Regions from separate parts of the Mus musculus genome. Here regions 2 and 3 are each linked to region 1. The links are chromatin contacts, called in public promoter capture Hi-C maps. All regions are on one chromosome and are shown on one strand. The core of a region is the stretch at or near the end of the contact, and the rest is flanking DNA. Distances in the headings are between cores, read along the strand shown. Region 1 holds the start of Hapln2 (hyaluronan and proteoglycan link protein 2). Region 2 holds the start of Etv3l (ets variant 3-like). Region 3 holds the start of Pear1 (platelet endothelial aggregation receptor 1).

Region 1 (2,983 bases), core at 132-2,631:
TTATTTTTATATTCTTTTGTTTTGTTTTGTTTTGGTTTTGGTTTTTCGAAACAGGGTTTCTCTGTATAGCCCTGGCTGTCCTGGAACTCACTTTGTAGACCAGGCTGGCCTCAGACTCAGAAATCCACCTGCCTCTGCCTTCCAAGTGCTGGAATTAAAGGCATGCGCCACCACTGCCCAGCTTTATATTCTTATTATTTCATATGTGTGGATGTTTTCCTGAGTGTGTGCCTGTGCATCATGTGTGTTCCTGATGCCTCCTGTGGCCAGAAGAGGGCATCAGATCCCTCGGGACTAGAGTTACAGCCGTGAGCTGCTGTGTGTGTGCTGGGAATTGAAGTCAGATCCTCTGGAAAACAGCCAGCGCTCTTAACTTCTCTGGCCCTGTTTTTCTTTTTTTTTTTCTTTTTCTTTTCTTTCTTTTTTGAGAAAGGTTTCAACTCCGAAGCCCAAGGCAGACTCAAACTCATGACACTCCTCCTGTTTCAGCATTTCAAGTGGTGGTCCACATCTGTGGCCTCTCCAGAATTTTAAAATGTTATTGTTGTATGTGAGGGACTGTAGGTTGAGTTTCAGTGTGGAGGTCAGAGGACGACTTTTGGGGGTCCATCTTCTCCTTCCACTGTGAGTCTGGTGATTGAATTCAGCTGCCAGGATGTGGTTTTACCTACCAAGCATCTCACCAGCCTTGAAAATGTAAACAAAATCCATCCATGGGTGCAGAGGAAGGAGGAACTGTGAAATCAGATGACTCTATTTTAGAGAGATTCCCATGGTGCTGGAGAGATGGCTCAGGTGTTAAGAGCACTTGCTCTTTCAAAGGACCCAGGTTTCATTTTCAGCACCCAAGTTACAGCTCTCAGGGTCTGTAACTTCTGTTCCATGGTATCTGTTGCCCTCTTCTGGCCGTTTTAGGCACTACAGACATGGCGCACAGACATGCACCACTATAAATTAAAAGCCACACTCATACATCTAAAATAATGAAATAAAAATAGCTAGAGAATTTCCATAGTCCCTCCTTGCTAGGAGTCCCTTCCCAGGGACAGAAGCATCTTCCTGTGATTTCTACCTCTCTAGCAGCAACCCCAGCTGTGCAGCATCACGCATGATCTTTTTATAATCCTGGAGTTTAGAGTACTGAGGGTGCCCCATTCCAGCCTTCTCCTATCCTCTTCCTGGATGTCAGTTTCTGCTCTGAGCCAATCACCCACCCAGGCCTTTTTCCGGTGGTTTGTGCCAGCCTGTCCTGCATCCCACATCCCCAGCTGTTGACATTTCCATGCCATTGCCCAAGGGACGAATAAAGGGCCCCTGTTACCCAACAATAGGGGAGAAGACAGGGACAATGGGAAATTGTGTTTCTAATAGGGTGTGGACAGAAAAGAAAAGGACAGACAGACAGAAAGGGTCAGGGTCCTGAAGCAGCCAGACATCCTGAAAATCTGACTCCCATCTTGACAGCCTCTTCTGAAAGGCCATATATAGCCTGGCACAGAGGGCACAGGTGAGGGCTTTGGTGGGGGGGAGGGCAATTCTGTTGTTTGGATGGGGTCCATATGAAAATACAGAGCTGGATTCACAATTAGGGTTCGTCCCCGCTCCTCCTGGTCCAGCACCCTTGTACTTACAATTGGTCTGTCCCACCCCTGGTCTAAGGACAGAAGTAGCAAGGCCCGCTCTCCACACTCTTTTAGGTAATCTCCAGGATTGCTTTACTCTGCCCCCAACCGGTGTCTTGCCCTGGCCCCAGGACATCAACTGGCACAGATGCAATCACGGCTGACTTAGTGTGCTGCGTGAACATAGGCCTCAGTGCCTTGGCTTCTCTGAACACAGGAAACGAGTCTCTCTAGAACCGTGTCAGAGGAGCTGCAGTCCTGAGGCTCTAGGGTGCTTTGAACCCCCAGAATCCCTAATGAACCCCCACTGCAACTTCTTCCTTCTGCAGGACAGGAAGCTGCTGAGCACAGCTCGATTTGCCTCTGAGGAGAGATCATCTTGCAGGTAGGCAATGGGCTGCTGGCTTTCTATGTGTGGAAATGTTATATGTGTGCTTCTCTTAAAATACAGAACCTTAGATCAGTGACTAAGAGCTCAAGCTGGCCCAATCTGATTCAAACCCCAGTTGAACCTCCTTCCATAGCTCGGTGACTGTACCTGGGTGTTTATCAATGCCTCCCTGGATAGCCAGAGGAGTCAGAACAGTATACCGCAAAGTGCCTAAGTCAGATTGGACTTTAAACATGTCCGTGGTAGCTCAGTCCATTTTTTATTGCACTTTTATTTATTTTGTGTTTATGTGTGGTGTGCCTGTGCCATGCTTGTGTGAATGGAGTCCGAGGACAAGGTGTGGGAGTCGGCTCCCTCCTTTAAGCGTATGAGACCTAGGAAATGAACTCAGGTCATTAGTCTTGGTGGGGACCATCTTTACACATGGAGCTATCTCGTCAGCGCCTAAACATAAAGATCACTCTTATTTACCAGGCTGTCCCATATGGACTCCTGTCCCACATGCTTTACTTGTAATTGAGAAAGGGTTTCTCTGTGTAACCCTGGCTGTCCTAGAACTCACTATATAAACCAGGCTGGCCGCAGACTCACAGAAATTCACCTGCCTTTGCCTCTTGAATTCTGGGATTAAAGACATATACTACTTGACATTTTTATTTTTATTATTGGGAGGTTTTTTTTTGTTTTGTTTTGTTTTGTTTTGTTTTTTGAGACAGGGTTTCTCTGTGTAGCATTGGCTATCCTGGAACTCACTTTGTAGACCAGGCTGGCCTCAAACTCAGAAATCAGCCTGCCTCTGCCTCCTGAGTGCTGGGATTAAAGGCGTTTGCCACCACGCCCGGCTTATTGGGTTTTTTTTAAAGTTGTGTGTGTGTATGTGTGTGTTAGTGCCTGTGAGAGTAGGTGCCCTCAGAGTCCTGAAGAGGGTGCCAGATTCTCTGGAACTGTGACAGACTTAGCATGGGTGCTG
Region 2 (2,983 bases), core at 278-2,777, 480 kb after region 1:
CGATCATCCAGCCCTGTTCTGTGTGGCGGGCTTTGCCACTTTTGCCTCTTGCCCGCCCTTTTCTGTCTCCCCCTACCCTGGGCTGCTCCCTTTCCACAACTGCCTCTGGTGCCCACTCTCTTCCCACAGTGCTGGTCTCATTCATCATATTCTTATCCAATGTTCCTTAGGGAAGCCTCCCGAACATCCCACCCCGGCCCTTAGTCTCCCCACCAGGAACAAGAAATCCCGTGCAGCAGGCACTAAGGGGGCAGCAGGGCAAGGCAGGCAGGAGATGAAAGTTCCAGCAAACAGTTGAGCTGGGTGAGCTCATCACTGCCCAGGGCAGGGCGTTAGATCAGCCGGAAAACCCGGCAGCAAGCAGAGGTAGCCCGCAACCCTGCATCCCAGCATCCAAGGCCTCCGTCCATAAAAACCAATCCCGTGTCTACATCTAGCCCAGACCTCCAGGCTAGACCTGAGCCCTTCACTTTCTATCAAGTCTGAAGCTCTCTCAGCTGATTCTGTGCTTGAGTCTCTATGCCCAGGAGGCTCCACTGTCCTTTGACAAAGCCAGAGAGATCAAACCCCCTCCACCCCGACCCTGACCCAGGGCTTGGAGAGAGTTTGAAACTTTCTCTTGGCATCGCACCTGCCTCTCTAGCCTGCATCTGTGCTCACTACCATAAGGGCTCTCATACGTCAGGATTCTTGGCCCTAGTACTTTGGGAAACGGTGTGAGAAAGGAAGAGGGGCAGGTGGATGGAGCAGAACCCTCTTGCCCCACCAGAGGCATGCATCCCTTTAGTTCATCCTGCCAGGCTCAGGAGGAATTCTCTGTCCTGTCTCCACCCACTCCGTGATGCTCCCCAACTCGGCTGCCTCCATCTGCTCCCCAGTCAGCCTCAACAACTGGCCTTTTACCCCCGACCGACCCGACTATCGTCGTCCCCCGAAACCCCCACCCCCACCCCAACCCGTGCCCTGGAGCAATGAGCCTGGGCAGGGGCATGGCTCCTAAGGACCCACAAGGCTAGCAGGATGAGAAGTTGGCTGAGAGCTTGGTTATTTGCTCATCATTCACCCCAGAGTCTTGTCTGTTCCAGATAGTAGATACTGGCCCCACCTTCATAGAAGAACTCCCTGCTACACTGAACCAGTGTCCCTGTGACATCCTCCCACAGATGCCGGAAAGCTCTCTGCCCTGAGCACACAACTCCAGCTCTGTGCCATTCCTCTGGAGAAAGAAAAGCCTCGCCACACCTGTGGGCTTCAGCTCCTTCCGCCCCACTTCCCAACTGTCCCATAACTGGCTCCATATCCGGGTGCACAGAGGAGCCCCCGTCTCAGACCTGCCAGGATGGCTTACCGCTTTGGATCATCAATTCTGCGCGCAGTCTGGTTCCTTCTGACTCGCTCCTTGCCCTTGCTCATCGCGTTAGGGTTACTTAAAATGAGAGCGGGGATCTCCAAGCTCCCAGGGGAGCCAAGGTCGTTTGCAGACAGCACCATTAACCCTTTGAGAGCCAGTGGCACGGCTCGATGCCTTATACAGACACCCCACACATGTGTCCACCTTGCAGCAGAGTAGGGGCTCTTCCTGTGGGGTGGCTGGCTCCTAAAGTACCTGCTAGGGACACTTCCTCCTTTTCAATTCTTCTCAAGGTTACTGACCTGCTGGGACGTCCTGCGAGTTGTCTAGCCATCCATTCTTTCTTGTGTAGCATTCTGTGGAGATCGGAGTTCAGATCTAAAAACTGACCTCATACCTCCCAGACTTAAACGTGACTCCAGCCTTTGCTTGAGATGCGCTCTCACTCACTCACTCACTGACTCACTGACTCACTCACTCACTCACTCACTCACTCACTCACTCACTCACTCACTCACTCACTAGTGCCAGATTGTCACAACCTGTAACTTTCCTTCTTTGGCTAGAATAAAATGATATAGATGAAATATATTTTAAAGTATATTATTTTTTACTTACTCCTTAGTACTGGAGACATGGCTAGGCAAATTCTTCCACCAGTGAGTCCCATCTTCCACATGATAGTTACTCAAGGTCATTTTTCTAAAGATTTAAAGGCACATAATATGTTTACTCTCTTATGGTTCTAGAGATTAAAAAAATTTTTTTAAGACCTTACTAATTTGACTTGAAGTTAGACAACAGGAAGAACTTCCAACTAAAGACTAAGCCAGTTAGGAGACAGTGACTACAGGAGTATCAGACAGCTCAGTGAGGAACAAGATAAGGGCTAGAATTCCCAGGACATCTTGGGGAGGAGATGAGAACTTAGCTGAGATGCCTAAGGAACAGGATCTCAGGTTGATACCTGGGACCAAGCCACCCTGGAGCCTGTCAGGGCTGTGTTCAGCTTTCCAGCCCCAAGCAGGGAGAAGGCTGATGGATGTTGTTGGTATCAGTATGATTTTCCTGTCTTCACTGACTCTGGGAGGCCATGCCCCCACCCCTCAGCATACTGCCTTCTGAGCTGATGGAGATGGGATGGAGGGCACGGAATTACATTCTGGGCTTGTTTTCTGGTTAAATCAACCGAAGCTAGCGTGATGGACAGGTGGGAGAGGGGCTGATTGATGGAAGACAAGAGCTGGGCCTCAGGGAGGGAGGGAGGGTCCTGGTGAAGGCAGGGCTCCGTAGGCCAGAGCCATGCAGGAAGGGTAACCTCGCACAGTGATGGGCAAGAGGAGACACACGGTGAAGGGAAGAGGAGATGTAGTTAGCATCCTGCTGTCTGTCGTAGGTGCTGGGTCTGCAGTGCAGCAGGCTGGCCTGCCCCTTGCTCGCCATCACCCACCTACGCTCATTCACTTAAGAGTTTGAAGCCTGGGCCTCCTGTCCACCATAGACAGGAGGCTGCTCTTCAGGCTCTGTTACTACAGTGCAGAGTCCCTTACAGAACACAAGCTGAGGCCAGGGTGAGAGTTGGGGGGTGGGGAGAGGGGGGCTGGCTGCTTCTTAGTATTTCCATCTCTTCTC
Region 3 (2,983 bases), core at 203-2,702, 260 kb after region 1:
CACCTGAGCTCTGCCCAGTTTATCATCAGAACAACTGTTAAACAGCATTGCCTGTCTCTCACCTGGATTATAATAATAATAATATTAGTAATTATTATATATCAGTATTATACACAATATTAGTAAGTATTATACACAAACAGCTTGGAACCACAATATCCAAGAATCAGGAATTGTCAGGACACAGCAATCCTGTTCTTGAATAGCCCAGTGCTGTCACCTGCTGTAGTAGAGAACACCCAACGGCCCAGAAACTTTATGGTGAGGGGAAGAAGATGGACATACGTGAGTACATACTCTATGATGACATTTACACGGATATTCTAGAAATATAAACTACAGAAAGCAAATCAAAACTTTCGTGGGGTTTGGGCTAGGGGTGAGGACGGAATCTGCGTCCTTACTGTAGCCTAGAGTAGGTACACTGGGGGAGATGGACTTTAAAACATTAGATTGACTTCTGTTGCAGGGGAGGGAATATGTACCATGCTATGGCACTGTTGTGGGCATAGATGACAAGTTTTGGGATTTGATTCTCACCTTCTACCATGTGGGTCCCTGGGTTCAACCTCAGGTCATCAGGCTTGGTGGCAAGCGCGTTACACCCCCTCGACCCCTCCCTGAGCCATCTCTCCATCCCCAGAGAGGGACATTTTAAACCACACTTTTATTGGGATGAACACATTTGTCTAAGCCAATGAAACAGCATGCTAAGTAGAATAAGCTAGATGTGGAAGGTCGGAGGCCGGAGCTGAGGTACATATAGCCTAACTTCACGATGGCTACCAGGGCCAGGGGATGCAGACTGAGTTTCAGTTTGGGATGAGGAGAAAGCTCTGGAAATTGACAGTAGCAAAGGTTTCGTATATGTGAAATACTTTATGCCACCGAACTGTATACTTAACATTTGTTGAAAGGATGTGTTTTATATTGTGTATGTTTTGCCACGATAAAGTTTTGGAACATTATTCATCAAGCCAAGTGGGCTTATTTTTATTATATGTCAATCACTCTTAAATAAAGGTGTCCCTGCTGTTTAGAATTCAACCTAGGGCCTGCAGCATAAGCCACACTCCCCCAGGCCCAAGTTGTCTTTGTTCTGAGACCTGACTGTGGTAGGTCGCTGAGTTCTTCGGAGCAAGCTGATGAGCAAGATCTGCTTTCTTTATGTAGCAGAATCCTGCTTCAACTCTTGCAAAGGTCCCAAAGATCTGACCGCGCAGGCAGGGTGCCCCTCCCCTGAAGGCCGCCAGGGGGCGCCGCCGGGCAGGAAAGAGGGGCGTCGGGTGGACCGCGACGCCGGGAGCCGGGGCTGTCAGGTTGGGCGGCTCTCCCCGTCCACTTCGCAGACAGGCGTGCGGAGGGCTGACCCCACCCGGCCGGGCTCCAGCCTCCCCGCGCGGACTTCCTGCCTGGGCGCGGGCGGAGGCCCACCCCCTTCCTGCCCGCGCAGCCAGCTCTGTCGGCCAGCAGGACCCGTCGGTACAACACGCCGCTCTGAGCTCCGAGCTCCGAGCCCCGAGGCAGGTGAGTGACCTGCCCTGGGCTCTGGAGCCCGAGACCGCTGGGCTGAAACCTGAAGAGAGGAAAGGAGGAGATGGAGTGGGGACTCCTGTGTGTGTGTGTGTGTGTGTTCCGTCTAAGTGGAAAGAGAAGAGAAAGGAGAAAGGAGAGAGTTAGGGGAAGAGAAGAAAGTGAGATCTAAGTAGAGAAAGCCGCCTAAGTGAAAAGAGAGAGAGAGAGGAGAGAAAGAAGAGAGCGAGCAGAGAGGGAGAGGGAGACCTAACTAAGTAGAAAAAGAAAGCTGCGTAGCTCTGAGGATAAGGAGCTAGGATGGGGACCAGCCTGGGAGAGCTCTCTTCTCGCCCTGAGGAAGGCAGCCTGCAAGTCTCCTGGATTCCAGTGTGCTGTTTGCTAGTGTAGAACCATGGTGGTGGTACCGAAGCCCTGAAAAGCAACCCTAAACCTTGTCTTCCCTCTATCCCCCAATTTCTTCTTTCTGGGAGGACCAACAAAACACAGTTGCCTGCCTGTCTCCTCCTATGTCTCGCGGAGAAAGACCCTGTTTAGTGTTCATAGTGTTGCCCCCTACCCCTGCCCAGGGAAGAGATTGGATTTGCGTGTCCTTTCCCATCTTGTAGGGGAGAGGTCAGCCATAGGCACCTACAGTCTCTGAGGCTTGTTTATTGTTGTTTTTTTGTTTGTTTTTCTTTTTCCTGGATGATGTGGGCCCATAGCCAGGCTGATAGTGTGAGCCCTGGGGCCCGGGAACCCAAGCTCCATCCAGCAAGGCCTCCCTCACTTCGCATCCCTGTTTCCAGCCTCTAGCCACGGACTCGTGACTCCTTGTTTTGGACTTTTAGTAGAGCCTGCTGCCCCAGCTGGGGACGGTGACCCCTGGTCCCCGGAGACTGGAACAGCGTGTGCTGGTTGAAGTTCCCAGGCTCAGCCAGGCCTTAGCTCTAGGCAGGGCCGGATAAGGGGTCAGTTCTCAACCCCTGCCTATGCTAGGCCTAGGGGGTTGGAGGCTGTTCTCCAAACCCAACTCCAGCCCACAGTACAGTGCCCTACCTCTGGCTGTGTGTGCATGGGTGAGATGGGTGTGGGCTGGCCTCCCACCTGCCAGCCTACCCTGCTTGGCTGCTCTTCCAAAACCTGCCCCCTCCCTGGCTTGCCTTTTTCTTCTCAGTGAAGGGTGAAGTGGGAGGGTTGGCTTCTGCTTCTCCACTCCATTCCAACATGCCCTATCAGACAACCCAGAAGAGGAAACCCTCCCCAGGCAGCCTGCTCCACCAGCGAGAAACCCAGAGAAAGATAGTTGCCACAGCCACTGTATGTGGCTTCTCTGAGGAAACTCCAGCTTGGAACAGGATGATGGCTCCTGGTACCTGCCCTGTGGGGCAGCCAGCGTGTGGGGTGGGGTGGGGGGAGCTAGCAGAAAGGCAGGAGGAGAGAGGATGGACAGACATAAACACAGACGCAG

Evidence for each region. Promoter capture Hi-C pulls out the DNA fragments that hold promoters and counts their contacts.
Region 2: a promoter capture Hi-C map of stem cell-derived epiblast-like cells shows a contact between it and region 1, with 5 times the contacts expected there. The contact joins the promoter of Etv3l here to the promoter of Hapln2 in region 1.
Region 3: a promoter capture Hi-C map of stem cell-derived epiblast-like cells shows a contact between it and region 1, with 3 times the contacts expected there. The contact joins the promoter of Pear1 here to the promoter of Hapln2 in region 1. A contact is called at or near these places in 5 of 39 promoter capture datasets (the 3T3-L1 cell line, the HPC-7 cell line, embryonic stem cells and 1 more), 3 of 115 datasets of contacts at active chromatin or transcription factors (embryonic stem cells, neural tube and pancreatic cancer cells) and 1 of 9 other capture datasets (adipose tissue).

What each region holds. Positions count from the first base shown.
Region 1 is chr3:88,025,909-88,028,891 of GRCm38.p6, reverse strand. It overlaps Hapln2 (hyaluronan and proteoglycan link protein 2), which reads left to right and starts at 1,381. Exons shown (of 7, transcript NM_022031.2): 1 at 1,381-1,507; 2 at 1,952-2,007.
Region 2 is chr3:87,548,601-87,551,583 of GRCm38.p6, reverse strand. Etv3l (ets variant 3-like) reads right to left here and starts at 1,527. Exons shown (of 6, transcript NM_001370856.1): 1 at 1,349-1,527.
Region 3 is chr3:87,767,422-87,770,404 of GRCm38.p6, reverse strand. Pear1 (platelet endothelial aggregation receptor 1) reads left to right here and starts at 1,452. Exons shown (of 25, transcript NM_152799.2): 1 at 1,452-1,527.